Linked DNA regions of Mus musculus: region 1 is linked to region 2. Evidence: chromatin contacts called from public promoter capture Hi-C data. All regions are on one chromosome and are shown on one strand. The core of a region is the stretch at or near the end of the contact, and the rest is flanking DNA. Distances in the headings are between cores, read along the strand shown. Region 1 overlaps Slc39a14 (solute carrier family 39 (zinc transporter), member 14). Region 2 holds the start of 9930012K11Rik (RIKEN cDNA 9930012K11 gene).

The links. Promoter capture Hi-C pulls out the DNA fragments that hold promoters and counts their contacts.
Region 1: a promoter capture Hi-C map of the HPC-7 cell line shows a contact between it and region 2. The contact joins the enhancer-like site here to the promoter of 9930012K11Rik in region 2. A contact is called at or near these places in 12 of 39 promoter capture datasets (the 3T3-L1 cell line, 3T3-L1-derived adipocytes, the C10 cell line and 9 more), 1 of 15 datasets of contacts at CTCF or cohesin (large pre-B cells), 6 of 115 datasets of contacts at active chromatin or transcription factors (bone marrow-derived macrophages, embryonic basal ganglia, oligodendrocyte precursor cells and 2 more) and 3 of 9 other capture datasets (adipose tissue, liver and pancreatic islet).

What each region holds. Positions count from the first base shown.
Region 1 is chr14:70,322,075-70,325,578 of GRCm38.p6, reverse strand. The region is part of intron 2 of Slc39a14 (solute carrier family 39 (zinc transporter), member 14); the gene reads left to right. Among named protein-coding and RNA genes, the nearest start is that of Slc39a14, 28 kb to the left of the region's middle. Within about 2 kb of position 1,733, at least 31 of the 459 cell types and tissues checked have an H3K27ac peak or open chromatin away from gene starts, as enhancers often do. A contact at or near this core is called in the HPC-7 cell line, liver and pro-B cells, where this site is marked.
Region 2 is chr14:70,157,848-70,161,173 of GRCm38.p6, reverse strand. It overlaps 9930012K11Rik (RIKEN cDNA 9930012K11 gene), which reads left to right and starts at 1,672. Exons shown (of 7, transcript NM_001112735.1): 1 at 1,672-1,842. The coding sequence starts at 1,794.

The DNA of each region.
Region 1 (3,504 bases), core at 484-2,983, 160 kb before region 2:
TGTATGGAACCCAGGGGCCAATGTTAGGCATCTTCCTTCAAGTTCCTTGCCTGACTGTTTGAGGCAGTGTTCCCCCTGTACCTGGACCTTACCTAGCTGGCCAGCAAGCCCCGGGAATGAATCCTCTTGGCTCTTCTTTCCAGTGCTGACATTACAAGCCCTGGCTCCCATAGCTGTCTCTCACATGGGCGCTGGGGACTGAGCTATCTCCCCTCAGCCCTCGTTTATGATTTGTGTCTTTTTGGTTTTGTTTGTTTTATACATAGAATTTAACTATTGAGACTAGGCCTGCCTAGAATTCCTGTCTCCCACCCTTATCTCAGCCTCCCAAGTGCTGTCGTCTGGTGGGCCCACTGTTCTGGCCATGGGCAGAACTATTTTCCTTGAATCTTGTGATGCTAGTATGCATGGCTTTGCCTGTGTTTGCCTAATGATCTATTGTTCCCCAAAATAGAAGAACCGCCCCCTTCCTTCCCACCAGGTGGGTTGACTTGTTCCCCACTTCCCACAGGCGTACAGAGGGTGTTCAGCGATGTTCTCTGGGTCTGGAGAATGGGGGTGTGGCAGGGATGTGACTCTGTCCTCTATTCTGGGATTCTTGTGAATGATTCCTGGAATACTGCCATGGTTCAGTCTACTGTTTTGGTAAAGTACCCCCCATTTCCATTGGAAGGAATACTGAGTCTCCTGGGACTGGCAAGTTATCCTTAGGTCAGTGAGTGAGTGTGTGTGTGTGTTGGAGTCCTTCTACTGGAGAGAGGCAGCTTTCCTTCCCATCTCCCACAAAGAGTTTTCCCCATAACCTTTCTATTGGAAAAGACCAAGAATTGGTGGCAGTTTATCTCTCACTGGGCTTGGGGCCTTTGTGAGAAATGGCCTAGTTTTGCTCAGCTCATCATTTGGGTTGTCTCAGTTGGGCCTGAGAGAGAGAGAGCATTTTCTTTTTAGTCATGGTCAAGGCAGTTGGGAAGTGTGTGTCATTTAGCCAACACACTTGGATTGTAGTGAGTCAGAGACTGTCAGGGAAGGTCAACTGGGGCAGCCATCTTAGAACCAGTTCTAGCTAGCCCTCCTGAAATGGAACTTCTGGCCCTTCAGGCATCCTGTCCTCAAAGATAAAGATTAGGTGAGGTTGAAATTCAGTTTGGTCACCTAGGAAGCATTCCATGTGACAAGGGAGGAGAAGGGTCTTAAGTACACATCTCAGTAGCCTCAGAAAAACTTGCCTTGGCCAAGTTTGTCTTGGATCCTGTTCGAGTATGTCTGTCTGTATGTCTGGTTTTTATTTGTTTTTATGGCAGTGCTCAAAGAAACCTGGGTAGAGAGTAGTAGCCTAGGCCAGTCCAAGTTCCTCCAAGTTCCTATTCTATTCTCCTTGGTGATCAACTTCTTGACTGAGCCTCAAGGCAAGCTACCACCTAGTTACCACCACCTCAAAGAAGTGCTTTGCTTCTTTCTCTCCATTAGGTCTGGAAGAAAAACAGAGCTCGATAAATACTGCAGAAAAGTGTGCCAACATAGCTGGCAAAATCACATTTGTGGGTGCTTCTGAACCCAATGAGGGGGTGACAGCCGGCAGGATTCAGCTTAGCTTCTCATGGGCAGGGGGCCAGTCACAGTGCTCCAGGATTCCGAGATGAACGTCATATTGTCCCCTGAGGCTTAGGTCTAGTGCTTAGAGATAGACCTGAGGCTGTGGAATACCTTACTTCTGACCCTGAGCCTAGTGGTCAGCGGGGGGCGGGACTCCAGCCGCTCTTTAATGGGCAGGGCCTGGATTGAGTAGCCACACACCGGAGCCTTGTCTCAGGCTCAGCTCTCTGGGAGGACGACAGTTGCCCCTGTACACCACTGAGGGAGGAACTCTGGTAAGACCTGCGTGTGTTCTCTCTGCCTTTCTTTATTTCCTCCAGGGAATCTGGGTTTTTATTTGCTTGCTTGCTTGCTTGTGGGTTGTGGGTTGTTTTCTGGGTAGTGTCTGCCTGCCCGTGTGCTCTCTTGAGTCTTCCTGTGTAGCCCTGGCTGACCTGGGACTCAGTTTATGTGGATCCATTAGCGATTATCCTGCCTCTGCCTCCCAAGTGCTCAGATTACAAATGTGAGCCACCATGCCTGGCTAACATCAAAGAGTCTTTTATAAACATTTCTCCCCCAAGACTAACTTACAGTTAAGGAAAAACAAAAAAATAAACAAACAAACAAAAAAAAAAAAAAAAAAAAAACCAAAAATCTCTGCTGGAGCAGAGCTCGCCCTGTACTGCTTACAAAAGGCCGGGGTCATTGAGTTTTTAGTGCCCTCAGCAGTTCCAAGACCTCCGGGCAAGGACTCCTAACTGCCCCAGCTTCCTTACTTTTGTGTGAGATAGGCCAGGTGACAGAGCTCTGCCCACTGGGTCTTCCTATCAGCAAGGACTGGCTGTCACTTCAGAGCCACCCCCACCCCCACCACTACCACACACACACACACACCCTATCTTTATAAAGTCCAAAAGCAGTGTTTTCTAGAGGAGGCTGGCAGCCATGTGGCAAGGTGAGAGGAAAGAGGTTTCCTGGAGAAGGCGTTAGCCCCGGGCTTGTGGTGTGGTGTGGTGGAGGGCAGTTCTCTAATGTTCCAGGCTGCCCTCTAAGCCATGCGAGGGATCTCAGGGCTACTAAGCCTCTGAAGAGCCAATCCATCATAAATGCCAACCTCTACCTGAATGCCTAACCAGGTTGAGCTGCCAAAGTCAAGTCAGCCACAGTGCCCACATGAATGGTTGTTGTTTCCTTTTCCATAGTATTTTGAAGTTGCTGAGGGGAAATTTGAGAAAGGTATATGAAGTAGGAACCGTGCTTTGTTCTAAGATTCTACAACAAGAGCCCTGTAAGATAGCTTGGCCTCCACAGTACCCCTAGCTGCCCCTCCTCCCAGATCTTCAGGGTATCCCTAGCCTGGATATAGTGTCCCCACTAGTGCTGACAGAAATCGGCAGATCTCTGTGCAGAGGCCTACAGAGTTAGTTCTGGGGTTCTCCACAGTATCCAGGGCACATGTTCTCTGTCTTCATGCTGAGCCCATGGCGGATGCCAGGACTTAGACGTCATTCAGACCTGACTTCAGTTCATAAAAAATTCAGTTTGCCTTGAGATCTTGTTTCTTGGCCTCCGGATCCCAGCTTCTGTATCTATTAAGTAGGTATCTTTCCCAGGTTCTTTGTAAGGGAATAATGAATGAATGCCAGGGCCATAGCAAGATCTGCCCTTGGAAAAGGCTGACACTTGGCATTTCTCCTTAACTAAATCTACTTAGACCTCTGCCCCTCGCACATACAGCCCTCTCATTGAGGAAAATGTAGACAGCTCGCAACCTGGCTGGCTGGATAGCCAACTTATCTCCCTCCCTCCCTCCCTCCCTCCCTCCCTCCCTCCCTCCCTCCCTCCCTCCCTCCCTCTTTCTCTCCTTCCCTCCCTCCATTCATTTTTCTTTTCCGTTCGTTCTCTTTCTACAGAGTCTCATGTAGCTCG
Region 2 (3,326 bases), core at 423-2,922:
GAGACCTAGGTAATGGCAGGTACTGCAGGGACACACAAGCCTTGGGGTAATGAAGGACTGGCTGGGTTATGAATTAGCTTCAGTCAGGACATTAGATGCAGAAGGAAGCCTAGCCCACTACCTCAGGTCCAGTTCCCATGAAGGCTGTGACAGATCAGACCTGGCCCAGCCTTGCACAAAGGGGCGGGGCCCTATCTGGGAGGGAGTGTATGTTGAGGAGTGTATTTAGTGGGGTGTGTGTGGGTTCTTTGTGCTGAGACACTGCATTCCTGCTGGCCTGGCTTCCTGTTTCTAGATGCATTCCTGACCCTAGTCACCAGGGATACTGCTGCTTGGAATCTGGGCCCCACATTTTCCAAATTCAGGGCAAAATTAGGCAAAGGATACCCCTGTTTTACTTCCCTACAGCTTCACCTTGGGGGGGTGGGAGCCACCTGGCTTGGCTGGAGAAGCTTGCTTCTCTGGATCTTCTTGGGCTTGGAGAAGGCAGTTCTGCCAGGTCCAGCATCCTGTTTCCCTCATTATATTTGAAGGACAGGCATGGGGGTGGGGTGGAGCAGCCAGCAACCCTGGGAACTCATGCTGCAGGAAAAGGGCTTGACCTAAACAGCAAGGTTCTGAAGATGACAGAGGACTGCAACTCAGCTCTCATCTTGTAACGGGGGTTGGGGGGATGGGGGAGTGGGAGAGTGGAGGAGGTTGTGGGGCTCAGTTTGCCAACTTCATAGTACTGCAATTTGCATTGTTGGTGGCTCTCTGACAAAGGAACCAGCGGAGAGCTTTAGAAGATGGGATCAAGGAAGAAGCAAGGAGAGGGGCGGGCGACTTCCGGTGACTCTGGCTCTCAGTCTCTTCTCCAGGTCACCCATATTTGCCTCTAGGGCATTTGAGGCCAGCTGAGATTTCCCAGTCCTTATTGGCTTCAGAGAAAGGGGATGTTTCCCTAGAAGCCCCAGTACCATCTGGTCACCTGGTAGTTGGCCATCAGCTGCTTCCTGGGCTCCTTTTTAGAATGGGGTAGGGGTAGAATGGAACCGGGCCGAGGGTGGTGGCTGCTAGGGTCAGGGAAGCATTTAAACTTCTGCTCAGCCTCCAGGCTGTGGTTCACCTCCTGCCCACAGCCTGCAGACCCAGCCACCACACGCCTACAGCAGCACCCAGATAAGACAGGCCTGGGCTAGGTAAGGGGTTCTTAAGGAGCTCTGGACACAGGTTTTCCCAGGGCGCAGAACCCTTTCCCCTTCCTGACAGGCTGAGGGACCTGCCCTCAAGTTATACAGCTGTGAGGCCGGATGCAGCCCTAGTCTGCCTTCTTCCCTCCGCCAGCACTGTGGGGTTCCATTTCCTTCCGGGCTGTTGTGCAGTGCAGCTCCGCATTAGTAAGGTTCCAAGCTGCAGCAGCAGGAACACAGGCAACTCGAGCAGTGTGTGTGTGTGTGTGTGTGTGTGTGTGTGTGTCTCGGGGTGGGGAGCGGTGACCTCTCGCAGCCAGCCGGCTAAAGCCCTCGAGTGGGTACACTCTCCTCCAAGAGCACTTAATTGGGGCACTTCTGCTGCAAGGGCTGGGGATATGAGCCTAGGGAAGGCAGTCTCCAGACTGATGATGCCTAGGTCAGTGCCCTCCACCTGCGTGCCGCGCCCCGCCCCGCCCCGCCCCCCGCAGGGAGTGTCCTGGAACCACGCCCATCTGGGCAGGGATCCACGGGCAGAGCCGCTCCAGCACAGCTAGGGACTTGGGGACGCCCGAGATCACTCCGGTGCCGCTGCAGCGGTTTCCACGTCTGGAACACGCCATGCTGAGCCGGCGCCGCGTCTTTGCGGTGGAGCGACTTGGCGGCCGGGGTGAGTCGCGTTGCCTCCCACCCTGGGGTCGTCTCCTATTCTCCAGCCCCGCTCAAGCGGCGTCCACCGGCCGCGCCCCCTTGCTTCCTTGCTTTGAAGGAGTCGAGTGAATAGGCTTGGGACGCCATACACAGCGCAGATCCTCCGGGATTTGCAGGCCAATCACCCATCACCCACATTCTATGGTCCGTCGTCTCCTTTCCCCCTAATTCCCATTGTGGAAGCTTCTTCTATCCGAGGTTGGGTGGCTCCGATATTCTTGCCCCAGCCAGCAATCCTGCAAGCCCCTTGGTGGCCACAAACCCATTTCTCAGGGATGGTTGCCGGGTTTAGGCTTCCTGGTACACTTCCTGATCCAGAGGGGACGGGCTGGCATCCTCTTCCCGCCAAAGCTGCCCAAGCTTCTGCCCGATGCCCATAGACCACCTAGGCCATCATAACCCCTGGCACAAAGGTGGTAATAAGTGGATGCTAACCAAAGGGGCGAGGAGATTCGTGCCTATAATCCCAGCACTTGGGAGGATTCGTGCCTATAATCCCAGCACTGAGGCAGGAGGAATACTGGGAGTTCAAGGGCAGTTGAGGATACAGAGTAAAACACTGTTTCAAAACAAACAAAACAAAACAAAACAAAACCAAAGTCAGTTTCCTTGTTTTACTTAGTTTATACTTAAAAGGTTTTTGTTGTTGTTTAAATTTTTTACTTTTGTCTGATTTACCTGTGTGGACTGGATGGGGAAGTCAAACGAGGGGCTCAGAGCCCTTGGATTGGAGTTTCGAACACCCATGTAGGTGCTGGGAACCCAAGACCCACCCAAGACCCACCCAACGCCCATCTTCTGGAAAAGTAGTATTTTAAAATACTGAATCATTGATCCAACTCCAAAAACTTCCATTTGTCACATGATCATCCTTTCTTGCTTAAAAAAACAAAATTATTCTAAATGATTATAATTGCCAGCCGGGCATGGTGGCACATGCCTTTAATCCCAGCACTTGGGAGGCAGAGACAGGCGAATTTCTGAGTTCAAGGCCAGCCTGGTCTAGAGAGTGAGTTCCAGGACAACCTGGAACACAGAGAAACCCTTGGGGAGGGGGCATTGTTTTTATTGCTGCTGCTGCTATTTCTGTTTTGCAGTGTGAGGATGGGACCCAGTGCCCTGTGTGTGCACTCTCTGAAAGCTCTCACAGGGTCACATCTCAGCCCCAGTTGCTGTCATTTTTACCAGTGTCCTCATAAACTCTAGGCGATACCTCATTCTGCTTCCTGGTGTGTCAGGGACTCCAGATAGCACTGTGTAGCCCCGTCCTTCACTTCGCTCTTTCTCCCTCCCATATCCAGGAAGTCCGAGGCACTTAGACTTGATTGTTTCAGGTGAATCTTAGTTAAGGGTCTCTTAAGCTATCTGCATTGCTGTTTGTCATGACTTGCAAGGACTTTGCCTACCACATGCTGGAAGTGTAGGTTTCTGTTGGCTGTCAAC